Regions from separate parts of the Ovis aries genome. Here region 1 is linked to region 2. Evidence: chromatin contacts called from public Hi-C data. All regions are on one chromosome and are shown on one strand. The core of a region is the stretch at or near the end of the contact, and the rest is flanking DNA. Distances in the headings are between cores, read along the strand shown. Region 1 overlaps LOC121819403 (a long non-coding RNA gene). Region 2 holds the start of SEPTIN7 (septin 7).

Region 1 (6,891 bases), core at 2,869-5,368, 70 kb before region 2:
TTTTAACCTTTTATAAAAATAGCACCACACTGTATATAACCTTTTACAATTTGATTTATTTACTTAGTGTCATAGTTTTAAGATTTATCTGTTATGGTACATTCACCATCAATCATTGCTTTAATTTAGACCAATAGCTCAGTTTTCTCTGCTTTTGCTCAAATCACTGAACAATTTGTCCATATAGAAGTTTACTATCTAGTGGAAAAAGTAAATAACTTTTTGAAATAGACAACTTTTTGAAACACGGCCATGATTTTAATCCCATGTGTTTACCATGGAGAAACTAAGAAAAAATGTATATTTTCAGACTTCCTCATATAGTCTGGACTGAGCTATTCAAGTCATTTCCCAACAGTTCTTCTATGTGTTATGAAGACCAATAAATATATCACTGAGCTCTTTGGCTAACAGATAAAAGTGGAGAGATCTTGTCCTAGGAGTTAGTAGTCCTACAGTATCTTTCACAATTTATTTAACTTCTCTGGACTCTAGTTTCTCTCATATACAAAATGGATCAGTTGAACCAGAGAATCTGGTGCTAATTTTCAATGACCTATGGAATATGTAAACAAAAATTATAAAGCCTTAAAATTCTTGTCATTTGCTTTAGTAGAATTTTATTTTCTGTATGAAATAGATTTTTATTATAATTCTTTGATAAAGAAAGTGCATAATGTATGAATATCCAATCTTTAAAGACGTGGACTATATATAAGTATGAAATTATTATATAAATGTATAGTTATAATTTTGCTTTCATCACACATTTTGTTCACATCTTTAATCTATTTACTTCTGAGTCCTTGGTGATAAGCCCCTGTCCCAGATGTGACGTTGCTCTTATGGGGAAATAGGATCCACTTCCGTGATGCACTTCATCATGTGGACTCAGGAGCACTTTGTAGGAATACTCTGTAGGCAAATTATAAGGGCTACAAATGTGAGCATATGGTATTAGAATTACCCTCAGATTATTTGGCAGTTTTGGTTAGTATTTCTGGGCCCTTCAAACACAAGGATAGAGCTCTTAAAGCAGCAGCTTACAGAATCCTCCCTCAATTTTTTTTATCAGAAAAACAAAATCATTCATTTTAGAGGATTTTTAAATTCCTAATTGCAGATGTAAATAACTATCAGTTCGGAAAATGGCTGAATATAATAAAAAGCATAATCTTCCCTATAAAACTAGAAGCTTTATAGGAACACAAAGATGCTTTCCTTCTACTTCCATCCTCCTCCTCCTCCTCCTCCTCCTCCTCCCTACCAGCTCTGACCTACCAACTGCTACCTACCGACTCCTGTCCACAATACAAAAGAGACAATAGAAAATCCTTTTCAACCATCATTTACCTTGAAGTAAACCTAAAAGAGTGATCAGGAATAGAAACAACATAGGTGCTAAAAATCTATGAAAATAAATTTTGAAGATTGCCCAAATATCGAACAGCTTTTTCTCCAATACTCTGCTTAAAAAATATAAATTCACATGAATAATGGATTATAATGATGATTTGCCTTTAAACAGCCTGTTTCCCCCAATTTATTGCTATAGGTAATTGCCCTATTTTGCCTTATTTTTAGAAAAAAAAATTTACTTTTTGTGGAAAGCCATCTTCACCATGTAACCTTTTAGTCCATTGTTTCTTAAGATTTTTGCATTCATAAACACTAGTTATATCATCTTTTAGGGATATGATAAAATTATGTTAAAAACTTGTATTAAAGTTATAGACTTCCATTAGTGCTGTATATAACAGCTTTATCCCCATTAAGATTTGCAAATTATATTTAAGGAATTGAGGAACTTCCTTCCTTAATTTTATTCTCATTAATTCTTCTAGGACATTTATTCATTAAACAAGATGGTTATTGAACTATGTCCATTAAGTGTGTAAGGCATGTTACTAGTCAAACACCAAAGCTCTAAGTCGGTGGGATTTCATGATTAAGTATAGCTCTCTTAATACTCATGATCTTGTTCTCACATTCCCCACCACCAAAGTCTTTCATTTCACTGCTATATGTTCTTACTCACTCCTACTAGTAACTCCATTTAGATCCTCTTATCCCACCTCCTTTCCTATAATTCTTTCCTTACAATTTCATTTTTCCCACTTACGTTCAGTCACATCTGCTCTAATCTGTAGTCATATTTTGCCGTAAACCCTAGGCAATATGAACAGAGGCAATACTATCAACCTGCCCAAGAGCACTGCAGTTGGAAAGGATAGATAGGCAGGGGTAATGAGCATTCACGTGAATCTGGGCCAGGCCTGGGGACCTGCTGAACTGGCCAGCTCAGAGGCAGCAACAAGAAGGCAACATAAAGCAGGAGGCATCACCTTTACTTTAAGTTCTTAGAGCAGAAACAAAGAAGGTGCTCCTCCTTGGACATCAAAGGAGAAAGAATTCTCAAAGAAAAAGTAGTATTGAAATTCTGGGAAGATCAAATTCCAGTGCTATGTCCAAAAGGTCGAAGGAAGGCCCAAAGTCAGTGCCGTAGGGCCAAGAGTTTATCTTGTGGTTTGGCTTTATCAGTATGCAGGTGCATGTAAGTGCTATCAGCTAAGCTGATAGTTGCCAAGAGAGGCAAGCAAGAGTGTTGGATAAAATATGATGGCAGAAGAAGGCACCACAGGAGTTGTTGAGGCCTGCGTTAGGAAGTAGACTGCAAAACTGGCAGAGGCTGCTGGGCCTAATCAGGCACCAGGAATGACAGAGAGGCCAGCACAGGTGAGTCATGTGACTGCTGGGCCTGACAGACCAGATTGGCCAGCACTATAGCTGAGGCCACGTGGGCTTTGACTAAGGCACTTATGAGAAAAGTTGGGACTCTTATGAGAAAGTAGAAGAAATGCCGTAGATAAGCCAAAGTAGTGAGTGGTCAGGATGAATAAAGACAGGCCAGGCCAGATGGCTTTCTTACTGTGTGTTCAACTTTCCAGCTGTGATCAAATAACCAAATTAAAATAAGTCAATTTATGCCAAGATCAATTTTAATTCTATGTTTTGCTGGTAATACAGGATCATTGACTATATTAGTAATGGCCATGCTAAACCAGTTTTGAAACGGGAGCAATTGTGTCCCTTATTATTGGTCTGAATATGTTCAACAAAAAGGAGAGGATGAAGGCAAGACCATGCAACTTTTTTTTTTTAATTGATGTAGGTTAATAAGATCGAGGGAATCTTAAGATTTAACAGACAAAGTTGAGATTGATATAACTATGTTGCAAACTCATTTTTCAGAAATAATTTATTTCAATTAATCATATTTTAATCTTCCACTAAAGTATAATTTTAATTTAATAAAAAAACCCTACCATTTAAATACTAATGTAATCTTTTTCTTTATACAACACATAAAAAATTGTTTTTGTATTTGTGAAGACTGAACATTAAACATGGGTTCAAGTCTTTGGCTAAGAACAATTAATTAGTAAATTCACAAGTTAGAATTTGTAATTCCATTGTGAAATTGAATTAACTGATTAGTACAGATAAGGTTGTCAGCATGTAAAAAAAAAAGGGTAATCTTGTCTCAATTATACCTATAGATTGCAAATTTTGTGTCAGTTCAAATTTTTGCCAACCTATGCTAATAACTTTACCAAAAGCAGAAGATAATTAGAATGGAAATATAAATATAACCCTAGTTGATTAGTATGCTCATTGTACTTCCTTATGATACTAGCAGATATTCAGTCTTTAAGCTGATTTGCAATATATTGAACAGTATCATGGGAGCATAATTTTTTACATGGTTTTTCCAAATTTTCTATCAATTCATCCTAGCAACAGAGCCAAGTGTTAGAGTTATTGCTGCCTGAGTTACAACAGCTGCCCGGGAATCTTATCCAAACAGCAAGTTAACTGCTATTCACAGTAATATCTAGTCTTTCCACCCCTAAACATACACAAAAGATTTTTGTCATTCTTGGCACCACGCAATAGAAGTAGCAAGACATGCCAGTAGAACTCTAAAGGCAAAATGTCCTTCCACCTGTTTTATCCTGTAAGACAGACTTCCAAGTGCGAGGCGGTGTGGAGGGTTGTTTCCTTGAATGGCAGCTGAATGTGCCAGCAGGATCTTTGGCAGCAATGCCCAGGCACTGAAGCTGGGCATTCAGGAGAACTAAATGGAGAAAAGAAACTTGAGCACACTGCTTCCTGGAACATTGAGAACCTGAATGGGAGATTCAGAAGTACCAGATTCTCTCTATTCTTGCACCAGCCAAGGTCAGATTTCCAAGCTCCTATTTATTCTAATAATTCCCCAAAAAAGTGCTATTGCAGTTTATGAAGGTAATAAAAACACTCTTTTCTTCTTTTAGAAAATAGTGTTACTTACTGTTGTAGTATGCTCTGGCTTGAGAATTTTTTCCCCATCCTAATGTAAAAGCTTCATACCACAAATGAAGCAAGACCATGGTGAAGGGGTTCAAGGAAGACAAGTGACTTATTCTATACCTCAAACGGACAACTCCTTAGGTGAGGGGACTGGATAGGACAGCTTGCTTGTTGACCATCCTGTGATGTCTTGTCAACAGAAGACTGGAGCTGAAGTCTGGCCTCTGCCTGCTTGGCAGACAGAAATCTCATCACTCAGCAGGACATCTACACGGGCAGAACCTTAGGCAGATATGCATGCATGCATGCTCGGTCACTTCAGTCATGTCTGACTCTCTGTGACCCCATGGACCATAGCCCACCAGGCTATTCTGTCCATGGGATTCTCTAGCCAAGAATACTGGAGTGGGTTGCCATTTCTTCCTCCAGGGAATCTTCCTGATCAATCTTCCCAGGCACTGAACCTGTATCTCTTATGACTTCTGTATTGGTAAGCTGGTTTTTACCACTGCCATCATAAAGCACTTATTACAAGTAAGGAGGGTAAATCGATAGCAAAAGACCTAGAAGTCACAGGCCTTTGTTAAATGGGTGCTGTCTACCTGATGTCCTCTGGAACCTAGCTTCAAACCTAGAAACCCAGCCGTTTAGGAAAATAATAAGCACCATCTAAGGGGGCAAGGAAGAATTTCTTTAGCTATTTTCATTTGTCAAGAAGCTTAACATAATTGTTTACTCACAATCAAGCCTCAAGGATGACTTTTAGTTAGGGGAGGAAAAAAAGCTTGACTTCTTGGTTTCCTCTTGGGAAGATAAATTTATTATTATTTAACAAATGTGTTTGCTTATAAACAAATTCTTTCAACAGGGATTTTGTGGAGGAAATCATATTAAAAGGGGTTTTCCAAGAGGAAGCGTTTAGAAAACACCATGCTAGTGAAAACTGTTTAAGGGATGTAATTTTTCAAATTGTTTTCATAAAAATTTACAGACAGTGGCTAACTTCCCATTATACTTTGCATCTGATTCAATCAAAGCACTAAAGATTTTAGAAGATTGTTAGAGGAGTGGCTGTGGGAAATTCCAGAGCTGCTGCCGCCTGCAAAGACTTCCTTTACTGAGTGTCTCAGATCCCAGACACTGCCTTATTTGCCAGAGCTGCAAGGAAATGGTAGAAATTCCGTAAAAGAAGGTCTTGCTTAAGCCAGGGAGCCTTCTCATAGAGTCACAGATTCTTCAAATACATTTTGCCACAGCAGAGGCAAAGCATGCACAGGCTTCCACAGATTAAAGAAATGTAGACAGCGATGTCTATTATTAGTCCTCCTCTCATTTACTCAGCAAGAACAAAATCCATTGTTTTCAACTGACACAGAAGCAGATTTATTTATTAAATCATCAGGCATTGTTCGTATACCTTTCATCTGCTGGGTTTTATGCTAAGCAATGGAAGCATAAAGATGAAAAAGACTTGTGGTGCAACAGTCAGGACTGGCCAAAATTGACCTAGGTGACTCATTCTGGGTTGCCTAGGTTCATCACCTCCTCCTTGAAAGAGGGGATCCATCTTATATAGTGCTTCCCAGCTTCGGTAAAACTACTTGGAAAAATGCCAAAATCACCTGTTCCGGAACAAATCCTGTACTACAACAAAAAGGGTTTCATTCTCAGTTCTGCTGGGGTTTCTGGCCAAGGGAGGAAGTGGGACGCTGTCTGCTGCCCTTCCTGGCTGACAAATGCAGAGGGTGCTCAGGTAAAGTGCCTGTCTTAAACCTCCCTCCACTACTGTTTGTTTGGATGGGTTGTAGAGATATTTGTTCATTTGTTTAGTTACTTTATCAAAGTTGTTTCAAGACTTAAGAGAGACAATGGACTGAAAAGTACCTTGAGAGAATATAAAGTTCTTTTTAGGTACCATCATTTAAATATCAAAGGTATATTTACTATAGATTATCAGTCCCATTCTCTTTTTAAGTTAGGAACTTATTCTCCAGATAAAGGCTTACTGTGAAGCCTAAAATATAAAATAGATATATAATGACCTGCTGTGACTGAAGTCAGACAGAGGGGTAGAATTCCAAGGGTTCCAAGGAGCACAGTTTGAAAAAAAGCACTGCAAAAGATGAAGAGCTTAACAGCTTCTTTTAAAAATAAATCCCAGTTGTCTGTAGCTTGATGGTGGTGGTGAATACACAAGCCTGCACGTGTGATTAAAGTACATAGAGCAAACTATGCACATACACACACACATACATGTGAAACTGGTGAGGTCTGAATAAGGTTGGCGGATTCTATCAGTGTCCATTTCCTGACTGTGATATTGTTTTAATGCTACAGGCTTGGAAATTGTTACAGTTGGGGAAAACTGGGTGAAGCATACAGAGTTTCCATTATTTCTGCCAACTGCATATAAGTCTACAATTACCTTAAAATAAAAATCTTCGTTAAAAAATAAATAAAAACCACAGTGTAGATTTCTTTTCCTGTTGTTTTCCTCCTCCCCAAATCTCAGAAAGGTCTAATAAAAACCTACCTATG
Region 2 (7,184 bases), core at 2,242-4,741:
TAAAAAGGGTCCACTTGGTTGAATGAAAAGGTTGTTCATGACCTTGTTGAGAATTTCAGTGGAGTCATAGGGACAGAACCCAGAAGTTTACTGAGTAAATAAATAATCCATTGAGTGAAGTTCCTGGGAAGGTAGGAAGAGACAATCCAAAGAATAAGCTAAAGAGATGGAATACAAGGAATATGTAGAAATATGTATCTCAGATGGGGAGGGGCACCTGATCCATTGTGATATCTGAAAGGTGGATGTAGACACATGTAGTCTTATGAATGTGGGGGCAAGAGGTTCTTGAAGTTCCTCTCTGACGGGTTCTATTTTTTGCTGAGAGTAAATGAGGGAGATGGTTTGAAAACAATGGAGCAAATCTGAAGCGGCTGTTGTGGAAGAGAGTGCTAACTAGGGAAACAAGCATTGCTTGGCAAAGCTGAGACTGGACATTGTACATATGCAGTGAAAACAATTTACATAGTCTATCCAAATTTCAGGTGAGTTTTTGGTTTTTATTTTTTTTTACGTTGGCAAACCTATAGTTTTGCTTTTTTTTTTTGGTTATCCCGGTTCTTCGATGCTCACAGGCTTTCGCTAGTTGTGGTAAGCAGAGGTTACTCTTGGAGTTCACGGCTTCTCACTGGTGTGGCTGCTCTTGCTGCAAGCACAGGCTCCAGGTACAGGGGCCTCAGTGGCTGCATCGTGTGGGCTCGGCAGTTGTGGCGCATGGGCTTTAGTTGCTCTGAAGCATGAGGAATCTTCCTGGACCAGGGAACGAACCTTTGTCCCCTGCATTGGCAGGTGGATTCTTATCCTCTTTATCACAGGGAAGTTCCAGTTCTTTGTTTTTAAAAGACTATTTCTGAGTCAGAAGGTTAAGGTCTAGACTAAATTTTCTTTACAAATATAATACTGCAGACAGTGCAGTAGAGATCATGAAACTAATACTATAATTTTCTCTCTCTCCATTCCCTCCTTCCCCATATAATTTCTAACACACAGGTGCATGTACACATACACATTATATTATCATTTACTATTAGAACTCCTCAGAGAGAAAGTTCCAAAAGATGTCATCATCTCACTGCCTATAATCTTCCCTTTAATTTTCAGTGGAAAGTGGTAAGGAAATTATTGTGTGTGATGGAATTTGTAGGAGAGTATGAACAAACCCAGGCAAATAACTTATTAATATTATTTATATTAATAATTTATCCATTTTCAGAGAGCAAAATAACAAAATTCACCTCTTTCACATCTATTAAGAGATCCGCTTGATAGAGATGGGAGACTTTCTTCTTTATAAACTATTAGATTTTATTAAACAATAACAGTATTCAGCATAATTTTATATTTTAAAATAATCCACTTGTAGGTAATTTATTAAGCATATACTGTACTATGGACTGAGCACATCTCTCACAAAAACTCAATTAGACAAGGATTATTCCCATTTATAGGTGAGGAAATTGGATCACAGAAAATTTAAGCAACTTGCCCTCTCAGGCATTTGGCTAGTAAATGGTAGAGATGGGATGTGAACCCAAGCAGGTTGACTCCATAAGTCACACATTTAAATTATCTGCTGCACTGCCTTCTCCACAGAAGAAATTTAACAGTTTTCTAATAAAGCACTCCTGTGAAGTTTCAGAAATTCAACACTATTGGTTGACCAGGCAAGTTGTAACACACTTTATATATATAAGCAATTTAGTATAAAGGGATACTTAAGAAACAGTATCAAGATACAAAATGAGCTGTTTTCTTAGATAAAATTTTTATTAAATTACTTGGAAACATTTCAACTATAGAAAAGAGTACAGAAAATAATTACAATTTAACATCCATGTATCCTTCACCCACCTTTAAGGTTTCGCCACATTTTCTGCAAATTATTTTTGGTAGAAAAAACATCCTATGAAATGAAACCTATCACGTTCTCTTCTCCTCCTCTCTGGAACTAATCGCTATCCTGAATTTGGTATCTATAATTACCTTATATGATCTTCACAGTTTCTTAAATTTTTATTTATGATACACCGTATACATCTTTCTGTAAGTTATTTTCCTCAATATTATATTAATGAACTCTAAATTAATACTAGTAGCTTTCGTTTATTAATTTCCGTTTTTTAGCATTCTATGTATTTCAGTTTGTCCAATAATGTCACTTGTTCACCCATTCTCCTGTAAGTTAATATTTAAATTGTTGCACTAATATAAGAATGCTATGAACATTTTTGTGTTAGCTCATGATAATTACATATGCATACAATTCCATAACATGAAGTTTAACAGGAAACAAAATACGTGTGCATGAACTATACAATGAAGACAGCGATTAATTTTTATGAAAGGTACAAAAGATCACGTGTTGTTCTGAGCAAAAGGAGGCTACTTTCACTAGAAAATAGCTGGGGAAGGCGCCAACGACTGAGCAACATTCACTGCTAATTAACAGTAGGAAACCACACACTTTAACCCTTATTTTTTAACTGATACCCAATAGTTTCACGTGTGTCCATTCATTTCCTCAACTGTGGTGTGAGCACCACGAGGACAAAACCGGGCCCCAACAGGCTGAGCCAATACGAGTGTGGTCGTGAAGAGTCCGCAGTGGAAGCTGCAGCAGTGGACCTCTTCGCTGTGCCAGGCCACTGGAAAGTGACAGCGCGAGGGCAATGTCGAGGTAACCAGGGCCTAACCTCACTTTTCATTCCGAACGTGAAGGAAACTGAGGAACCGGGGACGGATGGGGGTATAGACACCCGCCTCGAAGTATCTCTCCACTAGCATTCACATTACTGCCAGGCCAGTAAACCTGGAGCCAAGGCATACAGGCGACCCCTATCCAAAGCGTTGCCTCCCAGTCTGGCCTCTTTTAGTGGCACCTCTTTGCCTTACGCCAATTTCGTAAGTAAGCGCGGAGACCAACCCAGAGGCTCCTCCAGCTCCGAAACCTGACGTGAAAACGCGCGGGGCTGCACAAACGGCAGCCATCTTTGATTAGGGCAAAACCACACCCTCGCACCCCACGGGCCACTCCCTCTCAGCGTCCCCAGGCTTTTCACCCACTAACGTAAGGCGTTAACCTTAGCGGCGGTGTTGAAGAAACACGCACAGAAGCCTGACTATCCATGACCCCGGAGGTGCCAGATCTTCCAATGTTAACATGGCGGCTAAATCCGAACAGCAAAAGAGCGCTGACGCCAATGAAGTCATGCTCGAAAAACGAGCGAGTCGGCGGGGCAGCGATGAAGTAATCTCGCGAGATCGAAGCCAGCCTCCGCTCGGCCCGGAAGCCTCGTCTGAGGGGGCGGAGGGGCGGAGGAGGGAGCGGGAGTCCGGCGAGAACCAGTGGAGGAGTCCGCCCGCTGTTGCCTGCGTAAGCGGAGCAGCGACTCCGGGCGGCTACGCCGCGGAATCGGCGTAGGCGGCTTTGGAGAATCGGCGGGCTGCGCTGCGCCCGGGCTGGTCGCGGAGGGGGGAGGGGATGTCGGTCAGTGCGAGATCCGCTGCTGCTGAGGAGAGGAGCGTCAACAGCAGCACCATGGGTGAGTCTCAGCTTTGGGCCGTCGCGACTCGGGTCGGCGGCTCGGGACGCTGGGGGGCTCTGCGGCCCCCCGATCGGGTGGTGGTGGGGGAAACGCCCTGAGGCGAGGCGCGGCGCTGGGGCGAAAGCAGGTGAGGTGGGGGGCGACGGCGGGCCCGGGGCGCGGCGGTGGCGGCGGACCCGGGGGGAGGGGAGGCGGCGGCAGTGACAGTTTGAATTGAATGTGTGGAGAACCGAGGCGGCGGCATTTCCTGTGCCGCGGCGGGCGGGCCCGGGGAGTGGAGAGACGTGAGCCGCGGCCTCCGCCGCCGGACCCCGAGCAGGGTCTCCTTTGCCGGGCCTCCGGCTCCGCGGCCCTGCTTCTTCGCGTCGGCGGCCGCAACTCCCGCGGCGGAGCTCCCCTCGTGGGGGAGTGGGCCTGGCGAGGAGGGTGGGAATGTGTGTGCGCGTCCGGGTGAGGGTGCTGTGTGGGCCGGCCCCGGGAGGGCGGCGGCGGGGAGGGAGGAAGAGGGATGCACCAGGCTGAAGCTGTGGTGCAGGCGGCGGCGGCTGCTGCAGCGGCTCCAGCGACCGTGTCGCCTCCTTGCTCCCCCTCCCCGGCTCTGGGGCTTCCTTTCCCCAGGCGCGGCCCCGGAGGCCGGTGGATGGCGGGCAAAGCTTGAATAAGGAGGATGAGGAGCCTGGTTTGGGCTTAATTTTTAAGAAAAGGGGAAAAGAGAACGTTTAGTAAGGGCGCCCTCCGGAGGAGCCGAAGGGCTGGGAAGGGTCTTTGGAAAAGGGAGGGAGTTGGAGATACGGACTGGCGATGTTTAAGGAAATTAAGTTTTGAAAATATTTAAGTATTTTCATTTCTTCCCTTAAGAAGCCCTTTCATTTCCTTTTCTCCTCCACGTATTGGAAAAAGAACGAGGCCATTTCATTCACATTTTCCACTCCCGAGTTCCATTTCATACTGTGTATATAGTAGGAACTAGCAACTGAAATTTTTCTAACACGTTTCCATTTGCTGAGTTACATTTTGAGAGTGCACTGTTTCATATCTGGGTTGTGAGGTCCAGGTGTTTGTTTAGATACTGAATTAGTTTATTCTTGCGACTTTATTGTTCTAGTTCAACTGTGGTTTCTCTTGGTGTTGTTACTTTGATGAAATGGAAGGATATTTTTCTGAGTACCCTTGGTAATCGAAATCAACAGGTAATCTAGATTCTAAAGCATTTTATGTATTTTTTAAGGTGATGAGTAAAGTCAATTCCCTACCCTTTATAAAAACTTGTTTATAAGCAAGTTTAGAAGGGAAGTTTTTTGGCATTAGGTGCACAGGTAGAGATGAAGTTTATGAAATCCTGATAGACTGAAGGATACTGCCTTAGCAGTATATAAACAATTACCAGTCTAGTTAATGTTTCTTGTATCTCTTATTCCTCCAAATAGCAGGGGAAGGAGCAGGGAGGAGGGGGGAACGGGGGCAGGAAACAATCTTTCATCCCACCCAGCTGTTCAGTGGGTGGGGCTAGAGGAGATTGGGTTGAGTGGAACTATGAAATAAATGTGGAAGCTCCGTAGATGATTGTATGGTAGCATTGTGTCCTTCTGTGCTTGGACAGCATGACGGAGCCAGGTCTTCTCAATACAGTTGTTAAAAATATCACGTGCTCTTAGGCTCACAGAATTGAAGCTCATAACTGAAAAATTTATTGTGTGTTTATGGCAAGTAGATTTTAATTTGCAGAAACTATTACAATTGTGTAAAGTAAAAGTGTCTGGTTTCTGATTTTGATTTAGAGATATTCGATACATAACTACAGAAAAGGTAATTTATGTATCAGATACATATCAGTTACCAATAGCTTGTTTCAAAACTTTGTTATATAATTGATTCTTTGGATTTGCATATTTTCCCAAAGAAATAATCTTAAATAACTACATGTCAGGACTTCTGAGCTGTTCTGAGACAAGATAGGACCCCTGAAAGACCTTAGAGCAGTTGTAGAGGGTTAAAAATGACAATTCACATGGTAAAGAATCCTCCTGAGATAGGGAAGAGGAGGGTTCGATCCCAGGGTCAGGAATATCCCCAGGAGAAGGAAATGGCAATCCACTCCAGTATTCTTGCCTGGGAAATCCCATGGAAAGAGGAGCCTGGCGGGCTACAGTCCATGGGGTTGCAAAAGAGTTGGACATGGATTAGTGACTAAACAGCAACAAAAAATGATAAGGAGGAAGAGTTAGATTTCCAAGATCTCAATAATAGGGAGTGGTCAGATGAGTAGACCACTTGGTGTGAAGATAGTGGGTTAAGTTGGTTTCAGACTTTCTATAAATTGATGGTATATGTATTCACTATAGACTATTCTTGTATTTGCCAATAGAGTGTTATTGTCTAATTAAATTATCAGCTGAGAGCATGTTTCACATTTTAAGCTAGTAAACTATTAGCTTAAACTATTAGCTTCAGTTGTTGATTAGAAGTAGAAACTTAATTTAACATTTGTACATTTTACTAAATTTTGAGACAAAACTTTTATTTTTCTGTACAGAGTTTGGACTCTAAATGACAAGATCTATTGCACAATGAAACTGATGTATAAAAAATGTGTTTTTGAGGAGTAGAATTTTAAGGTAGTGTGATTATAAGTTAGGCTTGCCAGATGAGAGCACACTGTTAAATGTAGACCTACATTTGGTCTCTACAGCAGTGTTTTGCAGACTGTGAGTTGAGACAAGTGGATGTTGAAATCAGTTTTGTGGATTTCTACCAATACTTCACAAAGTAGTAAAGAAATAAAAAATAGCAGTACATTGTAAAAATTTGGAGTGGTAAATTTTGTTGTGTAAGTATTGTATATTGTGTTGAGACATAACTTTTTTTTTTTAATTGAGAACTGTGATCAAAAAAGTTTGTAAAAACACTTAGGGAGATGTGCAGTATGGATTGGTGAAGTTGAAGGTCTTTAAACTTTATGATAGAGGTCTTAGTGTGAGGATGTAAGGCTAAATGAAATTGTCTTATTTCTGATTAATTTGTTGTGTACTTTATGTAGCTGGTGTGGTTAGAAAGATCTGAGATCTACTTTTCCTTGAGAGGAGGTCATCTCCCACAGTTATATAGAAAGCAGGGTGGGTTGCAAAAGAAGATAGTATTATATCATTAAATGTCTCTGCTCTTGACTTTGAGGAGAAAAAAATGTTTTTGGTCTTGTCCTTTTGCATTATGGAAGATGTGGAGAGCCAGATTTTGAGCATGAGCTTGGGTAAAAGGGACCAAAAAGGCAGCTTGGTTAGCATTCAGCGTTGAAGGCCTTAGATGAGACACACAAAAGGTCCTTGTAATTCATACTTGGTGCAGTGTATCTCTACAGAGATAGGGATTACAGATAGGGATTTGAGTTCAAAGTGTTAATAATAACAAATATAGTATAAGGACTAAGAAAAAAGACTTTGGTGTCAGACAGACATGCAGTCAAATCCTGGCTTTGCCACTTACTAGATGTATAAGTCAATGATAGGTTTAGGTTACTGCTGCTCAAACAGTGTTATTTTATTTTTTTAAATTTCCAATTCACTATTAACTGACACAATTGTAAAGTACAAGTTATTGTAAGTTATTTTTACTAATGCAGATGAAATTTTAAAAGGCAAAAAT

What was found. A called contact is a pair of places that touch in the nucleus more often than the background predicts.
Region 1: a contact with region 2 is called in a Hi-C map of hypothalamus, with 4 times the contacts expected there. The contact joins the enhancer-like site here to the promoter of SEPTIN7 in region 2. A contact is called at or near these places in 5 of 16 Hi-C or Micro-C datasets (blood, hypothalamus, skin fibroblasts and 1 more).

Annotation. Positions count from the first base shown.
Region 1 is chr4:62,976,853-62,983,743 of ARS-UI_Ramb_v3.0, reverse strand. It overlaps LOC121819403 (a long non-coding RNA gene), which reads left to right. Exons shown (of 5, transcript XR_009600493.1): 5 at 1-6,891. Among named protein-coding and RNA genes, the nearest start is that of HERPUD2, 27 kb to the left of the region's middle. Within about 2 kb of position 4,118, at least 9 of the 54 cell types and tissues checked have an H3K27ac peak or open chromatin away from gene starts, as enhancers often do. A contact at or near this core is called in hypothalamus, where this site is marked.
Region 2 is chr4:62,905,774-62,912,957 of ARS-UI_Ramb_v3.0, reverse strand. SEPTIN7 (septin 7) reads left to right here and starts at 3,491. Exons shown (of 14, transcript XM_060415027.1): 1 at 3,491-3,542.